Linked DNA regions of Danio rerio: region 2 is linked to region 1. Evidence: chromatin contacts called from public Micro-C data. All regions are on one chromosome and are shown on one strand. The core of a region is the stretch at or near the end of the contact, and the rest is flanking DNA. Distances in the headings are between cores, read along the strand shown. Region 1 overlaps hs6st1b (heparan sulfate 6-O-sulfotransferase 1b). Region 2 has its middle 110 kb from the start of bcl2a.

Region 1 (6,558 bases), core at 1,602-4,101:
TGGGTCCTTGTATTCCCCCTCTCCTCGTTACTGTGTCAGTATTTGGTCTCTCTGGAGAGGGGTAGGTGGTTACCATCCATTGATGATGTGGTTCATGTAATCCTCAGTTGGCAGGCGTGCCGTGCCCTCTCCTCCAGCTCCGTCCTCTCGGAACGGACTGTGGAAAGATGCGTGTCCCCTCAGTAGTCTCTGCTCCCGGCGGTCCAGCATGTGCTTGTACTGGTAGCGCTGCTGAAACAGGTCTTTGGCATAGTCGTACAGCTTCATGTCCAGATCGTTGAGCTCCTCGATGCGTTGTATCGTATCATTATCAAGATCCACGCCAGCCGCCCGTGTGCTGTTGTATTGCATGAAGGGTCGGATGAACTTAAGGTGGAAGGTGCGCTCGAATAGGTATTGCGTCTTCCGCTGGAACTCCGTCAGGCCATAGAAAGCCATGTCCCGTAGGTTCTTCTTGGCTGATTCGAGCAGCAATTGTGAACGCCTCTTCTCAGGGACTGTAGAAAGGTTGTAGCAGCCCACCAGACTAAGGTCTGCAAGCATACGCACTTGGCGGTTATTGGCTAGATTGTAGGGGCAGTCCATGAATTGCTGCAAGGTGCACCCTGACCAGTCTGTGCCCTCGTAGCAGGGCGGCAACTCTTCAGGTGTGGGTGTCCGTCCGTCACACATGTGCAAAGACGTCTTCCATGTCGCCCCTCGCTGGACGTGCCTCCATTCACTAAGGTAGCGGGAAACAGGGTCCCTCAGTAGAGTGATGTAGTAGAACTTTCTGTGGGAAAACAAGATAGAGAAACGTCATTAGTCACAACACTGACTAATAATTGACAAGATTTAACATTTAAGCTCACTGATTTTCAGTGTTTTAGCATGCTTTCACTCTTGGTTTGAAGGCCTGTTTGATAGTCCCCCCTCGGAAGGGGTTTATGTTAACATTGTCTTTTTTCCTTATGAACCACTTGCGTCATCAAGCTTCTGTTTTGTGTACAGCTGTTGCTAGGTGACGGCCACAAAAGTAAAGCACCAAAATGGAGACCTACGCATATCATGGTCATTCTGCTTTCACTGAAACTTGTGGTTTTGTTTTCAAAACCAAAATACAGAGAGCCACTTGCATCTATCTGCCACAAAAAAATATTAAAAACGTTCAGAACATCACGCAATGTCTGCAGAAGTCATTTTTGGTGGAGACAAGCAGACATTATCACTGTTTGCACTGGATCAGTCCCGCTTGTCACCAAGGTAGGTGATACACAGACACACACACACACATGAATGAATGTAATAAAAACTAAACATTTTTGTACAGTTAGCGGTTCACTTCCGTTAATTTTTATGATTGCATTCACATCAGAAGTGAACCATACTAGAGTTCGCAAGAACCATACCACCGATTTTAGGTGGACTCGGGTACGGTTCACAGGTGCACATTTGAGTTCAGAAGACACTGTTTCACACTAGATCAGAGGTGTCCAAACTCGGTCCACAAGGGTCGGTGTCCTGCTGAGTTTAGCTCCAACTTGCTTTAACACACCTGCCAGGAAGTTTCAATTATACCTAGTAAGAGCTTGATTAGCTGGTTCAGGTGCGTTTAATTAGGATTGGAGCTAAACTGTCCAGGACACCGGCCCTCCAGGATCGAGTTTGGACTCCTCTGCTCTAAATAAAAGTACCGTACTTTGACATCAGACGAACCCGGGTGCTGACCAAAAGTGCTAGTGTGAAAGTACCCTTGTGAAACAACCCACAAAGGTTGAATCCCTAGGAAATTGAACCCATAAGCAACACAATGCAATCAGTGTAGTGGTGTACAACTGGCGTATCCTACAATTAATACCATTTTGAAAGACGGGCTGTAGCAGGTGTAAACCATGACTCATTAAATGCCTTTTCTCAAGAGTCTTGCCATGGGGCACCAATGTCTTAATCCTTTCCCACCACTTCACATCCTGTATGTTTAGAGTTTCCTTTGATTGATGGAACTTGAAACATGATTCTGGATGCAAAATGGAAAAAAAGGAACTAGGGACATTCCTGGTCTGGATTTGATCAAGGGAACTTAATGTATGAAGAACGAGGACTTATTAGAAATGCACAAAATATTTGGAACACTAGTAGTATTTAAATATGTAAATCTTATAACATATGCTAGCAAGACATGGTATGACTGGTCTTATGCCATAGATCTAAAACAGTTGTGAAAGAGTTGAACTAATTGAGAAAACAAAAAAACAGGTATGGCTCAAAATTGTTTCGAGACAGGCTATTCTGAAGTGAATGCAGACAGATGGTGATGAAACCACCTCAAGAGAAGACTTCACAATGCTCACACACTATAGGGACATATCATGAAAAACACACAAAAGCATCTTTACCAGAACACTTCAAGAATGCATCAGGGACACAAGTCCACAGGGAAAATCAAGTTTCATTTGAACCAAGCACAGGATTTGTGGAGTGGGAGGAAGACCAAGCGCTGCCAACAAGCTAGCAGCAGGTGGTTTTCAACAGATTAATCTCAACCAAACTGATGACAGTATGATTTAGCTCTCGGTTACCAATTCAACAAGCTCCAGCTGCACTTCACCCTACATTACCTCCTAACACCCATGTGACTAAATGTGCCAAAGAGACAGATTTCCTCCAAAGTGCCTAAGAGCTGATTATATTGAAAATAACCTGAAATCACATACAAAATCTGAGAAATTCATTCCTGGCGACCCATATGGCACTTCCCAAGGTATCACCGGGTGCTGCCTCTGGCCAAAAGACAGAAATCCTGCCAACACTGTTCTCAAATGCCCTCACCCTGAACATGCTGTGGCCTTACTGACCACATGGTGGCAGTGTGCATTTACTAATCAGCCCATTATAAACCAGATATGGTGGTGTGCACTTCAAAACCTTCCCTGTAATAGTAAGAAGGCACTTTGATCAGATCAGAGTGTGACTTTTTGACTTTTGTTAAGTTTTTCTACCCTTCCTCATATACACTAATAGAATAAATTGATACTTCAGGATCTTCAAATCTCTTTTTGTTCATTCATTGTTCCTTTCTCACTACTGGGTGAGAAAGCTGCAGGCTTATAATCATTAGTGAGCCTGAGAGACACCCGAGATCCCTCTGCAGTGCCAAGGCTTCCCGTTTTAATAACTCTCATGTTTCCACAGCGATTAAACTCTGGGCCCCATCAGCACACACGGCAGTTCCAAATCCCAGCCAATAACTGGCTGCCTGCTCTGTGCAAGGCCGGTCAATACTAATAACACCCACTGAAATAGCCACATTATTAATGAGAACGGACCCAATACTGAGACTTGGGGCACCTCACAAAGTAACTGAGGGTCATATCACCACTTTGGACTGTTGCAGTGTGCAGACTCATAAATTAAGCTATTGAACACACGTCTCTTTTATAAAAGTGTTTCATAATTGAATTAAAGCCCAGTTGAGGCCAGCTCGGGAGGAGAGATTTCAGAATGTGTGTGCAAGGCTGCTTTGGCAAAGTCAACAGGAAGCTTTGGAATCTAGCGCCTGTTGTTTTAAGAATTTGTTGAATCCTCTTGTTCTACAAAACCTCAATGTCAGCAAGAGTACAAATGTGTAAAACAATATCTTTTTTTTAAAACAAAATAACCCCAGAATAGCCTGATTGAATAACATGATTAATCATGAGGCTGTGTAAAAATACAGACTAGGCCTTGATTTGATGGCTGTCTTTCATGCTTTAAAACAATGAAACTTGAAATGGCATCTTAGAAGCACATTTCTAAAGGCCCGCTTCCACTGAGTGGTACAGCACGGTATGGGCCACATTTATTAGGCTTGCGTTCCTATTGCCAAAAGGGTGCCAATGCTAATTCTCACAAAACATATGCTTTATATGCATACATACTTGTGTATATATATATGTTCATTACTAACCTTTCTATGAACATGATTTGATTATAACTGCTGATCAATGATAGCCTACTGTAACATCTGCGATTATTTAAAATAAATAAATAAATAAATGCAATATATATGAACACATACAGAGCCTTACAATCTCCGATATGTAACCAATAACAGAAAAACTACACACAGCATATATTTAGTCCTTATTTGGGTTCAAAAACAACACGCAACATATAGCCTACAATCAGTGCAAACCTCTCATCTGTATCTTTAATCTTTACCAGCACATGTAACCTCTTGTTAGTATGTTATTTCATCATTCTGAGTTCATAATAGTACAAAAGGTGATGATAATAGTGGCAGTTTGTTTATGTTTTAGGTTGCTAAAACAATCATTTGCTTCATTGTTTTTCCGGCTTCTCCTTTGCTTTTTCATGCATCACTCTCAAGCTTGACAGTTTATGAAAGGATTGGATGTCAGAAGCACTTCAACAATCAAGCGCCTGTTATTATCATCAGCTCAAGTTCGTTATTCCAAATATAGACACGCGGCGAGCGCATGTAGGAAAGTCAAACCACTCACGCTTTAGACAGCCTTGTAAAAACTACGGGGCACAGGGTTGATTCTGCTCTTCTTCTTGGCTTTGTGGCTGTTCATCAAGATGACGACAAGGTTTGTTAGGCTCCAAATGACTAATTATTTATTATATGTATATATAATTAAAGTGTAATGTCTCGGCTGTGTATTTAAAATTGGCGCTTCCTTTGTTTTCATACTCCTGGCTCCTGTGACCAGTGACGTATCTCTGTAAACCAATAGCATTCAGCTGCGCGCCTTGCTCTGCCTTTTGGTACCCTTTTGTTGTGCTACAGGAGGTAGCCTTTGAAAATGGTATCCAAAAAGTGGTACAGTACGGATGCTTTTAGGTACCCTTTGACAGTGGAAACAGCCATAAAAGCATACCGAACTATACCACTCAGTGGAAACAGACCATGAATTCACCAATGGGGGTCTGCATTTCTTTTTTCTAAAAGTCATTCTTAGTGAATGCTTTTCCACTGCTGAATACAACATACTTAACAAATACATTAAAACAATCCACGACTTCATTAAAAATCCCATTATTGAGGTTACAACCCTGCTCTCTCCCACTGAGACATGGGAAAGGAAATGTGGCTCTAGAGAGAGACGGAGTGAACGGCCCACTGGAGAGTGTGGAGTTCAAGGTCAGAGCTGAAGACAGAGCATGCTGGAAGACTTTTCCTTGGGCTGACAGCTCACAGTGGAGCCGTCACAACTCTCTGTCTGACACGACTCTAGATGCAAATCAGCCTCTCAAATATATGATGACTGCACAAAGACCAGTCACCCATTCTGACAGACCCAGACACAAAACAGCTGTGGGGGCACTTTTTCCTCTTTCAGACCCACGCACACACACAGGATGTGCCAAAAAGGAAAAAAAAGAAAATGTGAGTTTGCCTCAAGATGCTCTTGTGCCATAGTCATACTCGGTAAGCCATTCGTCTGTAAGTGTTGCGTTCTTGGGATCTTCCACTCCCAGTGGTGCATTTAAACTAGGGAAGTAGAGCATTGCTGCATTATTAATGCAGAACCTTATTTGATTCTGTCACAGGGTTCCCTCAACCCACTAGAGCCTACAACACAGGTGCCAAACTCAGTTCCTAGAGGGCCGCAGCTCTGCACAGTTTAGTTCCAACTCTAATTTAACACTCCTGATCAAACTAATTGAGTGCTTTAAGCTTGTTTGATACCTACAGATATGAGTGTTAAAGCAGGGTTGGAACAAAACTGCAGGACTGCAGCCCTCCAGCTATTGAGTTTGACACCCTTGGCCTAAAACCTCCATTGGTTTAATGCACTAATATCCTTGACTTTTGCAAAAATAATAATCACGAAATCAGTTTTATATTATTTAATATAATAAGATAACTACTGAATATTTTTTAACAAAACATTTAGGAATATTAGGATTTATTTATTTAACCACCTTATTTTAATTTACCAATATTACTAAGGCAAACAGTTTAAATAGTCAAAAACAAAAATATTTAAGCAAAATATCTCATCTCTTCATAATAATATAAACATAAGTGTTAACGAGACTCTTAAACTTGATCAATAAAATGTTACAAAGTGTGTGCAATGGTAAATGTAGATCAACATCTGTAAGGTGTCAAATTATGATAATCGAATCTGAGCTTTAAGTAAATGAACAAACCATCAATATTCAAATACATGCGAAACATTACAAAGTGTGAAGTTTAATGACTATATTACCACCTATGCCAAAAATCTTTCAGATGTGGAGCTAGTGGCTGGGATGCACAAGAAAAGAAACCAAAAAGCCACTCTGGTGACATCCTTCCACATGCTTTTTTTTTATTTACAATCTCCTCACTGCTGCTATACGGGACTCATTTTCGCATGTTTTGTTATTCTGACCTGAACTGACAAGCGCAGTGGGTGGATTCCTTGACCAGAAACAATGGACTTTGTGCTAAAAAGCACTGCAGTGTTTGGGTGTGCAGTGTTTGTCTTAGGTAACTTGTCTAATGCTAGTGAAATGTATGTATTCTATATAAAGTGTAAAGAAGATTGGTAAGTTGTATTTACATGAATCGCGGTGCACTCGTAA
Region 2 (7,069 bases), core at 333-2,832, 380 kb after region 1:
GCCTGTATTAAAATTAATCTGAAAACTAATTTGGCTATTGCTGTTATCCTTGAAATTTTAATAAAAATGTTTTTTTTTACAAGAGAGGCAAGACAAATCATTAAGCTCTTTTATTATTATTATGTTTTATTTTTTATTATCTAAACAGCCAACTTCTGACCGAGCAAAGTTGAATGTTCTGGTCAGTTTGTCATTTGCCTAATAAATGATGATAGACTACGGTTTTAAATTAAAAACTTTAACAGAATCCAATTTTTCTAATTATATACAATGTAATAATAGGTATTTTTTAAAAAGAAGCTATTAATTTTTCTTCATTCTAAATCTGTAGGAAATATTTTGGTACATTAAAAAGTGTCTTTATGATCACCATCGCTAATCCAGCTAAAAATAGTGCTTAAGATGTCACTAAAAAGTAATTAATTCTAAAAACTAAATAGAAAATGAGTTGATTAACTGCAAAACGGTCCACAGGCTAAGGGCCTGCTCATGTTGTTATTTTAGGAGAAACTAAAAAAGATTCACCCCTTTACTGGTTCATTCTTTGAAAACTCGTGAAAATAAAAAACAACAACTGTCAATCTTATTTTGTATACTTTTATAGGCTATTATATTTGTACACATATATTTGACAATATAATTATTTTTTAATAGGATTTATTAACATAATGAATTTATTTCAGGTAAGCCAAGAAAGACTCGACTAATATTTATGTGTAAAAGGGCTTATTTAGCTTCTGTAGACTACTACTTTAACACATAATTAATAAACATCTTTAAGTGAACAAATTTTACCAAGTTGGTCTACTCCGATTTCATTTTTCACTGGCTTGTGTTATACAGCGTTATCTTTGTCACGTCTGATTATTCAGATACCCAAGTGTGTATTAGGTAGGACTATAATTGTAATGCCCTGAGGACAATTCATCTACATCATAGCCACACGTAATTTTCACCGAGTTGAAAGTGCTAATAAGATGCATCGGTGCTGTGAGCACGTGTAAACAATCATTATCAGTAATCTACTCACCTCTTCATTCTCATAAACCTCGACCTTGAAACAGCAGTGTCGACAGGACATGTTAGGTTTGGCGTTAGTATAACTCCTCCGTAATATGAGTTGATTTGCTTTTGTCAGACACATTACTGTGAACTGACGCTGTTAAAAAGATTTCAGTGGTAATCAACCGTGTTATTGGCGACCACCTGTGGCCGTTCTGTGAACTACAGGCAGAAATTAACTTGCACATGCGCACTGCAAACGTAGCGCTGACAACTTGCTTACTGTTTTAACTATACAAAATAAACTGTTAAACGTTAGTTTTACAGATCCTTAATGAGAGTGAACGGTGGCTCAGTGGTTAGCACGGTGGCCTTGCAGGTACGAGCCCCGGCGGGGCCAGTTGGCATTTCTGTGTGGAGTTTGCATGTTCTCCCGTGTTCGTGTTGGTTTTCCCTATATCCCAAAGACATACGATACGATATACTATAAGTAAATTGGGTGAACTAAATTGGCCGTAGTGTACGAGTGTGAGTGTGACTGAGTGTGTATGGTTGTTTCTTCAAGTCGTGTTTTTAGCGACTCTTTGCGGCCATTCTGTGAACTGCATACAGAAATTTGTTTCTTTTTCTAGACAGCAGTAACACACACGTGCACGGTAAACGCAGCCATAATTATTCGGTTTTATCCCAACAGCAAACACGTGTTTTTATCCTAGATATATATAAAAAACAGTAACCAGTTTTGCTCATATTCTGTAACTACATCTGTACAACAGAAAATCTATTAAGAAATAGTTCTGCCAAAAATAAAAATTCTAATAATTTACTCAACCTTCACTTGTCACAATCCTTTTTGTTTCTTTTGTTGTTGTTGTTGTTGTTGTTGTTGTTGAACACCAAAGAGGATACTTTGAAAAAATGTTAAAAAGTAGCCATTGACTTCCACATTTGATTTTCTAATGCAATGAATTTCAATGGTTACAGATTTTCAGCTTTCTTCTTCTATGCAGGGGCGCCCCCAAGGGGTGGCCATGGGTGGCCACGGCCACCCGTCGGTAAACTCTGGCCACCCGTGGCCACCCCAATATAATTTTGCTGTTGACATTATTGATTTAAATGTACTTATAAATTCCCAATATTTAAATAAATAAAATGCAGCCACTAAATTATTGTTGGTGTTATTGATGTAGCTGATTCATTGTCTCTCCCCCTTAGTGCTGTTTCAGTGGTGAATGCTGGTAAAAGGAAAATGACGCATGCGCGCAGAGAACCATTCCCGCGCCCCTCACGCACTCCTGTGTGAAACCCGGTTGGTTGTTTACATACACGCCGACAAAATAAGCGCCGCTCATGCGCCGTGAAACGGAGTAACAGGCTTTTGTGCAGAGGTGTCGGCACGCAGCGAGTTTTGAAAGTCGACTAAAGTTTATATAATATGATGATGATGATGTTACTTTCACTAATAAGAAAGGAGGGATAATGAGTCAGGGAGGTAAGACTTCATAACATGATTTCTCAGCCATGGTCTAAGACCACAGATAATTCTATAATACATTTTTTGTATTCTTTAGAATTGTCATAATTAATTTTCATGCAAAAGGTTTCTTAAGTGATCTTGGCATATCACTCCAGTTGTTGTTTTCCAGTAATATTTAGGATTGATTTATGTTATTTATTTAAAATAATAATTGTATAATAATACTAATATTAATTGTATTTTAATACAATTCTGTGAGTTACCAAACAAATTTCGTTGTATTACTACAATGACAATAAAGGTTCTTTACTTTACTTAATACTAATTGTACTTATTTAGAATAAATATAAATAAATTGTTATATTTATTGAATAACAAATCTAACTATTCAAAGGAGGTGGGGGGTGTATAGGGTGGTTCGCCCAGGGTGTCATTTAAACTAGAACCGCCACTACCCTCTCCGATCGTCGTTGACAGCACGCACACACCTTCAATAGACAGCAATGGCAATTTAATATTTAAGGTACAGTTTATCAATAGAAGAAGCTGCATAATAAAATGGCTCAAAAAGCAATATGGATAAATGATATTATTAGGTAGTGAGTGTGTATATAATAATGCCTTTCATTCAGTTTGTTCATTTGTTTGGGTTATTAATAAACTCATTATTCTTTCATTCATTTTCTTTTCGGCTTAGTCCCTTTATTAATCCAGGGTCGCCACAGTGGAACAAACTGCCAACTTATCTAGCACATTTTTACACAGTGGATGCCCTTTCAGCTGCAACCCATCTCTTGGAATAATAAACTTATTTATACAGTATGTGTGTATATATATATATATATATATATATATATATATATATATATATATATATATATATATATATATATATATATATGAAAAGTGTTTTTAAACTAAACATAGATTTTTATTTGGTTTGCACATGTACTTCCTGAATTATTTCAAGGAATAAATTGCAATATTTCAAGAAAAATTTATTAAATGAATAAAAACTACATTATTTCATTTACCAGAAACAAAAATATAACATTACACTTAATTCATTATTTTTTTGTGTGCCACCCCAAGATTTGGTGCGGCCTCTTCTGGCAACCCCTAAGAAAATTTTCTGGGGGCGCCACTGCTTCTATGTTCAACAGAAAAATAGGAAAGTCATAAAGGTTTGGAGCTGCTTGACAGTGAGCAAATAGTGAGTTCATATTTATTTATGTATGAACTATACTTTAATGGAAATGTCAATGTTTTGTTTGTTTATTCATTCATTCATTGTCCTTCAGCTTAGTCCCTTTATTAATCAGGGGTCGCCACACAGAATGAACAGACATCTTATCCAACATATGTTTTACACAGCGGATGCCCTAATGAGCTGAGTACTGGGAAACATCCATACACATGCATTCACACACATACACTCCATACAATTTAGTTTTATTCAATTCACCTACAGTATAACGCATGTCTTTAGAGGGGGACACCAAGACACCCATAGGAAACCCACGCCAGCACGAGGAGGACATGCTAACTCCACAGAGAAACCCCAATTGACCCAGCTGGGACTCGAACCAGTGACATTCTTGCTGTGAGGAGACAGTGCTAACCACTGAGCCACCATGTCACTCTTTGTTTGTTTGTTTATTTTATAGTAAAAGTGGTTCATTTACTTTTTGTCAGATTTTTTTTAAATGTAATTAAGAAAATACAATCTAAAATAGATTTGCTCTGTTGCATGTTTTAATAATAATGATATTGATAAAAAATATGGAATAATAAATTATTGCAGTATGTATTTTGAGAAATATAATTGTATTTACACCAATTATAACTGTCATAACATTGTGATCAAGTTTATATATATATATATATATATATATATATATATATATATATATATATATATATATATATATATATATATATATATATATATATATATATATTTAAAAAAAAAAAAAATTTTCCCAAAATTTTGTTGAACAGACCAAGGAATTTTCCACAGTATTTCCTATAACATTTTTTCTTCAGGAGAAAGATTTATTTGTTTTATTTCGGCTACAATAAATTATTATTTTTTTAAACCATTTAAAGGTCAATATTAGTAGCCCCTTTAAGCTATATATTTTTTTTTCCTTTATTTTTTTTATGCCAAGAACAAGTTACATTATTTGTACAGAAAATTGACATTTTTATACATATAAAACCCACTTTAACCACCCCTAAATACACTGCCTAAAGAACGATAAAAATAAATAAATAAATAAAAATTAAAGGAAAAGTAATTATAAAAAAAATAATAATGAATTTTTAAAAAATTTAAAAAAGGGCTGCCAAATCTTTTAAAAATAAAAAATAAAAATAAATAAATAAAAAATAAATAAATAAATACATACATAAATAAATAAAATAATTATAAATACATATAGAAATAGAATGACAACAGTAATGGGTGAGTCAATGAGGGATAAGGCTGTGCTATCTTACAATGGTAAGTTAACATAGAAGAAGCTTGAGATTCTGGACAGAGAAAGAAAGGACAAAGGGATTACAGAAAAAAGATTCCAGTTACATACAAGAAAGTCACATTATTCCCCAGGAAGTACACTTATAGCAGAGAAATATGTTAATAATGGTTGCCATACATATGAGAATTTGCTAGAGCCTCTAATTGAATATTTAATTTTTTCCAAGTGTAAATATAACATCAGATCTTGAAGCGTGATGCTTTAGGTGGATTTAAAGATTTCCAGTGCAGTAAAATTTGTCTGCGAGCCAGCAAAGATGCAAAGGCTATTGTGTTTTGTTGTCTTTGAGTCAGACTCAGTTCGTCAGGTGGAATGCCAAACAAAGCAAATTCTGCACATGGCCTAAGCTGTACTTCACACACTTTAGACAATGTATTAAATATAGTTGACCAGTAAGGATTAAGCTTAGGGCACGTCCAAAACATATGAGACAGGTCTGCTACGCCTGTGTGACATCTTATACAGGTCTTGTCAAAAGTAGAGTTAAAAGAGGCTATCCGAGATCTACTTAGATGTATTCGGTGTAACACTTTAAATTGTATTAAACCTAGGTGAGCACAAGAAGTGCTACCGTTCACCCTACTTAGAGCATTGCTCCAAGATTCCTCTGAAAGTGCTACTCCCAGTTCTTTTTCCCACCTAATTTTAATCTTTTCTGTACTTACAATTTTCAAAGACATAAGAATTGTGTATGTTCTAGAAATAAAACCTTGTAGATAAGAGTGTGTTTCTAACAGAGAATCAACAGAGGACTTTGAAGGAATACTAGGAAATGTTGGGCTTTGAGCACTCACAAAATGGCGTATCTGAAAGTAACGGAAGAGGTCATTATGGTTCAGATTAAATTTGGAGCGGAGATCATTAAAACTTGCAAAGACACCATCAATGTAAAGGTTTCCAAACTGCACAATGCCTTTATCTTGCCAACGTTTAAACCCAAGGTCTAATATGGCGTGGAGGAATGCATGATTGTTGCATATTGGGCTCTGAAGCATAAGGGCTTGTCTTAATTTGAGATGTTGACGTAACTGAGACCATATTTTATCAGTGCAGCAGACAATTGGATTTTGTGTGTGTTGTGTGGTTTTAATGGGTAAACTAGATGTCGCCAGGGCATGTAAGGAGGTTGCTGTGCATGATCTGGATTCTGTTTCGCGCCAATCGTTGCTACCTGGTGAGCACATCCAATAAACAATTTTTTGAACATTAGCTGCCCAATAATATAATAAAAAATTAGGAAGAGCTAAACCTCCATCACCCTTATTTTTCTCAAGGAACTCCTTCCGGATCTTAGGAGTCTTTCCATCCCATAAAAAACTTGAGATAAGTTTTTCTAATGTTTTAAAAAAGGCTTTGACATGATGCATGACAGAGGATCTGAGATGTAGAGAAGTAGGTCATCAGCATATAATGAGAGCTTGTGTTCGACCCCCCACCTAACTATTCCATGAAAAGCAGGTATAGATTTTAATGTTATAGACAGTGGCTCTATTGCGATTGTAAATAAAAGGGGGCTAAGTGGGCACCCCTGCCGAGTGCCCCTTGATAAGGGAAAGGTTTTAGACCTCCATTTATTAGTAAGCACAGAGGCAACTGGAGAAGTAAGCTATATATTTTTGATTGTCTACAAAACAAACCATCACCATTATTGAGGTAAGTTATTACAGGTAATGCGAGCTATGTAATAATATTACTTTTGTAACAAGTAACACATTACTTTTAAAAAATAAGTTACATTTTTGGAAATGTAATGCAAGTTACTTTTTAGTTTAATTAATCAGCTTCCAAAAAATAAATTGCTGAATAAAAAATAGTCACATTGAATCATGCAGTCAATGAAAAAATGTGTTTAATATTTTGAACGCATCAAAGAAAAGGAAAAGCGGATTTTCTCATTGGGCAGTGATTTTACTCAAATAGTAGCAAACACATTGCTGTAAACTTTCAATATATACGGCATGTAAAACTCTGGGGTCAGGAATTTCTCAGATAACATTCTCCTTAACTATTTTTTTATATTTGTGTTTTGTTTTGGGTTGTTTTATGT

The links. A called contact is a pair of places that touch in the nucleus more often than the background predicts.
Region 2: a contact with region 1 is called in a Micro-C map of caudal fin, with 5 times the contacts expected there. The contact joins two enhancer-like sites. A contact is called at or near these places in 3 of 18 Hi-C or Micro-C datasets (caudal fin, embryo and hematopoietic stem cells) and 1 of 4 datasets of contacts at active chromatin or transcription factors (caudal fin).

The regions. Positions count from the first base shown.
Region 1 is chr24:31,909,855-31,916,412 of GRCz12tu, forward strand. hs6st1b (heparan sulfate 6-O-sulfotransferase 1b) reads right to left here. Exons shown (of 2, transcript NM_001080203.1): 2 at 70-772. The coding sequence ends at 70. Among named protein-coding and RNA genes, the nearest start is that of hs6st1b, 95 kb to the right of the region's middle. Within about 2 kb of position 2,852, at least 6 of the 62 cell types and tissues checked have an H3K27ac peak or open chromatin away from gene starts, as enhancers often do.
Region 2 is chr24:32,291,524-32,298,592 of GRCz12tu, forward strand. No RefSeq gene overlaps it. Among named protein-coding and RNA genes, the nearest start is that of bcl2a, 110 kb to the right of the region's middle. Within about 2 kb of position 1,583, at least 35 of the 62 cell types and tissues checked have an H3K27ac peak or open chromatin away from gene starts, as enhancers often do.